Linked DNA regions of Triticum aestivum: region 1 is linked to region 2. The links are chromatin contacts, called in public Hi-C maps. All regions are on one chromosome and are shown on one strand. The core of a region is the stretch at or near the end of the contact, and the rest is flanking DNA. Distances in the headings are between cores, read along the strand shown.

Region 1 (3,990 bases), core at 701-3,200, 290 kb before region 2:
GTTTAGCACGTCCATGAATAACTGCAAAATGTGCTTGCATAACTCTAAATGCCCTCTTAACATCATTTCTAGCTGCTTCTTGTCTTTAGACAAGAATTTTTATGACCAAATGGGTCAGAGATGGTCTTGACAAAGCTAACACATGAAGGATAGATACTCTCAACTAGATAATAACCCATGTTGTATTCATGCCCATTGACAGTATAGTGGCAATGAAAAGCATTCCCTTCAATTAGCATAGCAAACAATAGTGATCGCTGCAGCACATTGATGTCATTATGAGACCCGAGCATGCCAAAGAAAGTGCGTCAAGAATGATGGTGGGCTTCAACACAACCCTGATATTGCCCTTGTAGAGATTTTGGGCAGTTTTGCCATCTCCAATGCATGCAGTCAAGAGATCTGAGCAAACTTGGCCACCATCTAGCTTTAGACATTGCCAAGATCCTCTCGGTGTTTGCAATAGTTGGTTCTCCCAGATACTGAGGTCCAAACACCGAGAACACGACAGTAGCAAATCTTACCATGGCATCTTCGCACGTGCTTTCAGACATCCGTTGGTATTCGTCCCACGAATCAACGCCCGTGCCATATGCAAACATCCACAGTGTGGCCGTGCCATAACCAGAGAACCTAATCCTTCCCGCGGCATCCTTCTTCAAAATGAAGTAGTCATCAAAGGACCGGACACAATGGTAGAGATGATCGAAGACATTTTTTCACATCTAAAAGTGGCGGCAAAAATTGTTAGCAAATACTGCATCCGGGGAAAAGTAGCCGTTCATCAATGTCAAATGGCCACGCGCCCTGTTGCGGTTGAGCACTCGATGACCCTTGATTGATCTCTTGAAATTGAGAACATGCTCTTCCGCACGCTCCTCGTCTGCAAGGACCGCCTGCATCATCGCCGTCTCATCCATTTAGTCCTCCCCGTCGGACGAGCCATCAGACGACTCAACATAGTGCTCGTATATGTACTTCATAGCCGAATCCATTGCTTCAAAGAAGAAAGGTACAAAAAATTAGTATGTGCATTTCACCGAACACTTGCCAGACATGGTGAGTATCGTAGGGGTGGATGGTACCTGTGCGGTGGATGGAGGAGAGGTGTGGAACGGCGGCGAAGGAGAAGTGGCATGGAGCCCGGGTGTAGCGTTGGAGGAGACAGAGCCGTCGAGTTCCGGCACGGGTGTGGCGGGGCGGTGGAGCGACGATGAAGACAAGAGAGAAAACGAATGCAGTGAAAGATGGGAGGATGAAGGTGCGTGGCCCGGAGGGGTTTTGCGTGAATCGGGGCTGTTGGAGTCCTACGTGGCTGCTGTCCAAACTCCTGCAAAGCCCTCATAGTTTGTTTCAACTTTGGGAACAGGTGAAAACCACGAGAAGAAGATGTTTTGAAGTTTCAAAAAAATCTGAAAAAATACGGGATGTTAAGAGGATGATGTTGTATTGCCACACAAAAATTTAAGTTAAAATACATTACGAGATGTGAGCTATGAAAAAGACAAAAATCAGCGTTGAGTACTACCGAACAATAATGTCACTATTCAGGGCTGAATTTGTCTTCTTCATAACTTACATCTCGTAATGTGTTTCAACTTGAAATTTCGCGTGGCAATAAAAATCACCCTCTTAACATCCCGTATTTTTTCTTATTTTTTCAAAACTTTAAAATATGATTTCCACAAAGTTTTAATTGAATATTGGTTTCCGTATGATATTCTTCCTTCAACTTTGTGGGGAAAAATGCGTCCGAACTGATACTGTCCCATATTGGATAGCTAAACTTGTACAGACCGCAATGTCCGGATGGTTGCGATAGGTTAGAGGGTCCGCTTTACTTATGCCCTTACAAATCTACGATCAACAAAAAAATAGACGTGAACAGATGCGCTCGGCTGTTCTCATTGTCGTGTAGCATTTCACCAGTTGGGGGGTGGTATGACGAGACGAGGTGCGCTAGCCGCTCGGTCATGGTCTTCGATCGCAGTCGCCGTCGTTGACTGCTGCATGCAGGGGAAGCTGGACCGCTCGCTGAAGCTTCGCGCCCGACGAGTCGCGACGGTATCGAACGAGCGTCCAAAAGTTGTACGCAGATGCGTGCAATCCGTTTGCTTTCCCTACTACTAGTACCACTGGACCTGCTAGTAGCAGCACGACTGTTGCGATATGCATGCATTTGTGTGGCCTGATTGAGATTCCTAATCAATAGGACGAAGAGTCTTCGCATGTTTCGGTCCTACCTTTTGCTCGTATCACGGGAACGACCGTAGAAAAGTAAACAACCAAAGGAAAGCAAGGTGGTTACTGGAATTACATGGAGTTTCTCAGGTTGAGCTCGTGTGAGCTAGAGTGAATAATAATAAAAACCAAATAATAGAAAATATGTTTTAAAATTCTGATATTTTTTACAATAAACATTGTTGTCTGTTTTACATGTGTGCAACTTTTTGCGATGAAAGCATATTCATGGAGGTCTGAGAAAAACATTTTGGAGCATCGGTTTTTTTTGCTCTCGCCTTCAAGAATACGATTTCAATGCAGAGATTTGCACATGTGAGACACATGTCAATGTTCTTTGCCGAAAAAAATCAGATTTTTTTAATGATTTTCTATTCTTTTTCTTTAGATTTTACTGTTTACCCAAACTCACATGAGCTAGAAGCTGGAGCTAAGACGAGGACGTTCAGGGGAGCTCTACAAAACTAAAGAGTCAGAAAGTATCACTGCGAAAGAATCTCGTGATCCTTCACATATCGCAATTAGTCTTTCTTTGGTTTCATACAACCGCAAGCTAGGAAGAAATTATGTTAAGACACGAGTGGTGGTTAGCATAAAAAATTCAAAAGAGCATATCTAATGCTGTTACATAGTCTTATTTTCTCTTGCGAAGTATATGTTCTTATGGAACAAAATATTTAAGTCATATTACAAGTTCATACATGTTGCAGCAACAAGTATATTGACTCAAATTCTAATTTGAAGAAGAGGAACAAGACTATGATCTGAAATGTTCAATTGAAGACTATTTGGACCATTAATTCAAGTGCATCTCTAATTCAGGAGTAAATTATCAAAACCCATCACATTTGAGGCTAGGGTTAATACCCCTACCCTAAATAAATAATTGTTATTTTATTGTTGCATCATCATGTCATCATGTAATATTCTCAAACACATGAAAAATACCAAACACCCAAAACTAAGTTATTTTCCATTAAATGTTATTCATGTTTTTATCAAAACCATTTCCCCTATTGTCCTTGTGCTCCAAGATAGAGTCCCAGACTTTGCACATGGTATTCCTACAGTGTTTGGGCCCCCACAAATTACTTGCAATTTATTAGTAAAAACGAATTAGCCACATATACCTTCTTATTAGGCCAGCCTACATTGTTCACAACCATTCCAGTCTAATAGGACCAACTGTCACCTTCCTATAAATAGCCAACTCCTTCCCTACAATTAAGGAAACCCTAGACTAGCTCCTTTACACCTAACCATAGCCGCCGCTCGACCCGCCGCCACCCTCTAAAGCCCATCAGAGTTTGCAGTAGGCCCGCACGCAAGCCCGCATTGCCACCACGCGCCGCCGCCACCACGCCATGGTGCCTCGTCATGTGTGCTATCACACCTCCGGCGATCTTGAACAACAGCAACCGCCCAAGCATCGTATCACTGCGCCTTTCCTGGCACCTTCTCTGCCATTCCCTCACCGCTGCCACTGCGCCTTGCCCTGCCGTCAGGGTCACCTACCTCCACGCACCGCCACGCTACACCGAGCTGCTAGCGACGCTAAGTGCCGCCGTCGCTGACACACTGCAACCACGGTGCCCTGCAAGAACACGTCGATGTCACCGACCTTGCATCGCAGCTGCCCCACGTCCTCCCAGTGCTGGCGACTCCCACCTTGTCCTTGCATGGACTGTATGCACTCACGCGCCCGGCCGACTTCACATGTGCCGCGCCCTGCCCCATGATGCCCTTTGC
Region 2 (3,701 bases), core at 437-2,936:
TCCTTCGGCAATCCGCTAGCCTTTATGCCTACTTTGATTCAAGGGAAAAAACGCAAAACACAAGTTTGGGTGTCGAGGTTACACAAAACCACAACTCTAGTACTACTCGGTAACAGAAAACATAAAACTGCTTCAGTTAGTTAGTTTTAGGAGAATTATGACATGTAGGTCCCATGTTAACTAACTATATAGATGGCTTGGCTTGAGAGGTCCTTAAGATGATTTGAGCTTAGCTAACTTATAAAGTTAAATCATTTAAAAATCTTAAAATGGGTTAAAAAATTCAAAGTTTGGACAGTTATCTTATAGATGTGGCCAAATTTCGGTGGAAAAATTCAAAAATCAGAAAAATTCTAGTAATTCAATACATTTCCAAAGATCTATCTGATAAATCTTTAATCCATTTTTCCTAGCCATTTTAAATTTTCACTGTTCTTGTAAGATTTGACCAACTTTTCTTAAAAAAAAGTTTTCAACATAAATATATTTCTTACAGTAATTCAAAACATCTTAAACGACCAATCTGTAAAATTTTCATCCAATTTATCACAACTATTTTTTGATTTTGTACAATTTTTGTAAGATAAAACTTGTCGACAAGTCCATTTCAATCAATCCGGTTTTGACTCTTATCTAGCCACCTCGGCTCCTATCTAACTGGCTCAACGTAGGCCGAGCTCCGGTGTGTGCTCAAGCTAAAAATTAGCTATCAGTCTATCACCGACTAGTGGGGCTCTGTCGTCATATCTATGCTCAACTGGTTGTTTTGTTGTTTGTGTTACCAATTAGTCCTAAAGCTGTGATTTTTGTTGAAATCCCCTAAAGTTGTGGTTTTGTGTAACCTCAACCCCAAAACTTGTTTCTTTGTGCAATTTTCTCTTAATCCTTTGAATCTAAAAGATGCTTGGTTTGGACAAGGCTTGATAGGGTCTCCCCTGATTTCATCTGGAAATCCGACGACAAGAAACATTTTTTTTAAAGACCACACAAGGACAAGAAACATGAGGTGGAGGTCATTCTCTAGTGAACTGCAAGACAGTTTGTCGCTCCACTTACTGAAAAAAAATGAATTCCTGCTGATTACTTACTGCGAACTGAGGAGTGCCGTTCAACACTGGCAGTTATCCTCAAGTCAGAGTCAGTGATTGGTAATCCTTCTTTGTTGACAGAGTGCACTCCAGCACTTGCTAGGCGCAGAGGACGGAAACAGCGGAGCCTTTTCTTTACACATGCCAAGAGAGGATGACGATGAAGTGTCCGATGGTGATAAGCAGCGGAGCCATGGCTCCTCGCAGCCGAGAAACTTTTATGAAGCGAACCAATTCAGGCATGACATCTGGGTCACACCCAGAAAACAACCAACAACCCTCTCTATTACTTACGCATGTCAAAATAAGCTGCCAAGTTACCACTTATCACGCCGCTGTAGAAAAAGAGGAAGGAAACAAAAGAAGGGAACGGCACCAAAACAATGGATTCGGCATCAATTATTGCACGGGAGGAAGCAGCTGGTAGATCCCAGAGAAGGAAAACGGAAAGTCTTTGGCGGCCGAAGACCGGCTGGCGGGCTGGCGAGGGTGCAAATGCATTTCTGCTCTTGCGCACCGCGCTTCCCATTTTTTCCTTCTCTCCCTCTGTTCAAAATAAGCTGCTGCCCAATAATTCACAGCACACTGCACATAATTCAGTTCTTTATGGTTTCGCGGAAACCTGGAGTCCAAACTCCGAGCCACCCCTCCTCCTCCTCCTCCTCGTTTTGGCTCCCACTGCATGCCCAGCCGATCCCTCTATTTAAACAAAGGCCTCCTCGCCTTCTCTCTGACTCCTCATCCCAGAACCAGCCCAGTGCGTGCTGAGCTGAGCTGCTGCACACCTTCGCCTGCCTGCCGCCTCCTTGCTACTTCCTCCTCAGGCTTCGTCCCGCCTGCCCCTCTTCAGCCGGCCGACCGAACGTACCTCGCCGCCGGCCGTCCCTGCGTCGCCTTAGCAAGGTAGGTGCTCAGTTACTCGCCATCCCCACCTCCAATGGCCTGTTTCTCTTACGCAAGGAGCACGCATCATCTGTTCTTTTTTCCAACAAAGGAGGGAGAGCTTCGTCTCCTGTTTCCTTTCTTTCTTTCTTTTGGTTTCTAACCATGCGTCTCCAGTTTCTTCGTTTTATTCTCGAGTGTTGTAACACTTATTCTCCTCGAAGTGTTTACTTATTTGATTGTGCATATGCACTGAAATTACATCGCGCAAAGGAATTCTTTCCTTTCTCTCTTCTCTGTAAACACTCCTAGGAAATGAACACCTTTTTACCACTCGCTAACAGAACAGAGGTTTGCTGATACAGAGTAACTGGCCGTGTTAATTAGTTTCAGCTTAGCTGGGCGCACATGTGAGCACTACGTAGTAGTTAATTAAGATTCGTTCCAAGAGTAACGCTTGCTAGTAGTATTAGTACTAGATCAGGTGTGGACGGTGTGGAGTTTGGGGGCCCGGAAGGTCAAGGGTGTGGCCAATGAGGCTGATTTGTGATCTGATCACCACTTAAACTAATGGGGTTTGTTATCATTTGGAAGTGAGTGAGGACGGTGTGCATGACCCAAGAAGATCTGCGGAAAACTATAGAAAACTGGAGTACTACTGGTAGTATACTGCCTCGCGTCATGCCACGCTAGTACTAGTACTAATCTTCGTGCATGAGTTCAACTCAGGGTTGGTGTATCTCTCCCTGGTTTGAAGGTCATAATCGACACAATTTATTTACGAAATATGTAAGTTTTTGTACAGGAATACAAATGAATATACTATTGGTATGAGTATCCCTCTGTTCTTTTATAAAAGAGCATAATCATGCATACATGACAGCAATAGATACTACTCCCTCCGTCCCAAAATAAGTGTCTCAACTCTAGTACAACTTTATACTAAGGTTAGTACAAAGTTGAGACACTTATTTTGGGACGGAGGGAGTACTATTCTTGAAAACAATTTGGGGACCGGAACAAAGTGGTAATTACTAATTAGCGTACACTAACTCTTCTTCAATAGTACAGAGTAATTTGCTTCAATTGTTGTTGTAGTAAAAAACAGAGTAAATGAGGTCACTTATGCTTCAGTCATATGGAGGTTTTTTGACAAGGTATGCGACTGAGATGAGAAGCCTGCTGATTCTTTATCGGTGCAATTCAAGAAAAATTCTTGAAAGGAAATGTTTACATTCACAGGATAGCATATCAGTAGAGAGTAATCCAACAATTACAGATTAATGGTAGTACTAGGTACTCCAGTACACAATCACAAGGCAGGATTACTAAAAATTGAAAGCAACAATTTTGACTAGAATATGGAAACATGCATCGCACCGACTCGTTACATTTATAGTACTAGGGGTTTATTAGGGGCCTGCACTTGCTACCCAATGAACCTTGAGTCTTGCTTAGGAACAAAGGAATCATTCTTTTGGTTAGTTTCAATGCTCCCACGCCGGATTTAAGCCAGCCTTTTATTCTTGGAAATGTAAAAAAGTTATACTTACTTGGTTTTCACACCACTGCCATCTCAAAGTCTTGGAGCCATTGATGCAGGCCATATAAGCCCCGCCGGAGAGCTGAAGGAGGCCTCCAAGGCATTCGGAGGTGTGCACCTTGAACATCAGCAGCAGGTGACCGACCAGAAATGTCGCTCCAGGTCGAGGACCCGCGGAGCGCGGAGAC

The links. A called contact is a pair of places that touch in the nucleus more often than the background predicts.
Region 1: a Hi-C map of leaf shows a contact between it and region 2, with 4 times the contacts expected there. The contact joins the enhancer-like site here to the promoter of LOC100682483 in region 2. A contact is called at or near these places in 4 of 5 Hi-C or Micro-C datasets (leaf and an unstated tissue) and 1 of 1 datasets of contacts at active chromatin or transcription factors (leaf).

What each region holds. Positions count from the first base shown.
Region 1 is chr2D:370,228,536-370,232,525 of IWGSC CS RefSeq v2.1, reverse strand. No RefSeq gene overlaps it. Among protein-coding and RNA genes, the nearest start is that of LOC123053193, 110 kb to the left of the region's middle. Within about 2 kb of position 1,950, at least 1 of the 8 cell types and tissues checked has an H3K27ac peak or open chromatin away from gene starts, as enhancers often do. A contact at or near this core is called in leaf, where this site is marked.
Region 2 is chr2D:369,933,670-369,937,370 of IWGSC CS RefSeq v2.1, reverse strand. It overlaps LOC100682483 (potassium transporter 1), which reads left to right and starts at 1,686. Exons shown (of 10, transcript XM_044476616.1): 1 at 1,686-1,991; 2 at 3,573-3,701. The coding sequence starts at 3,664.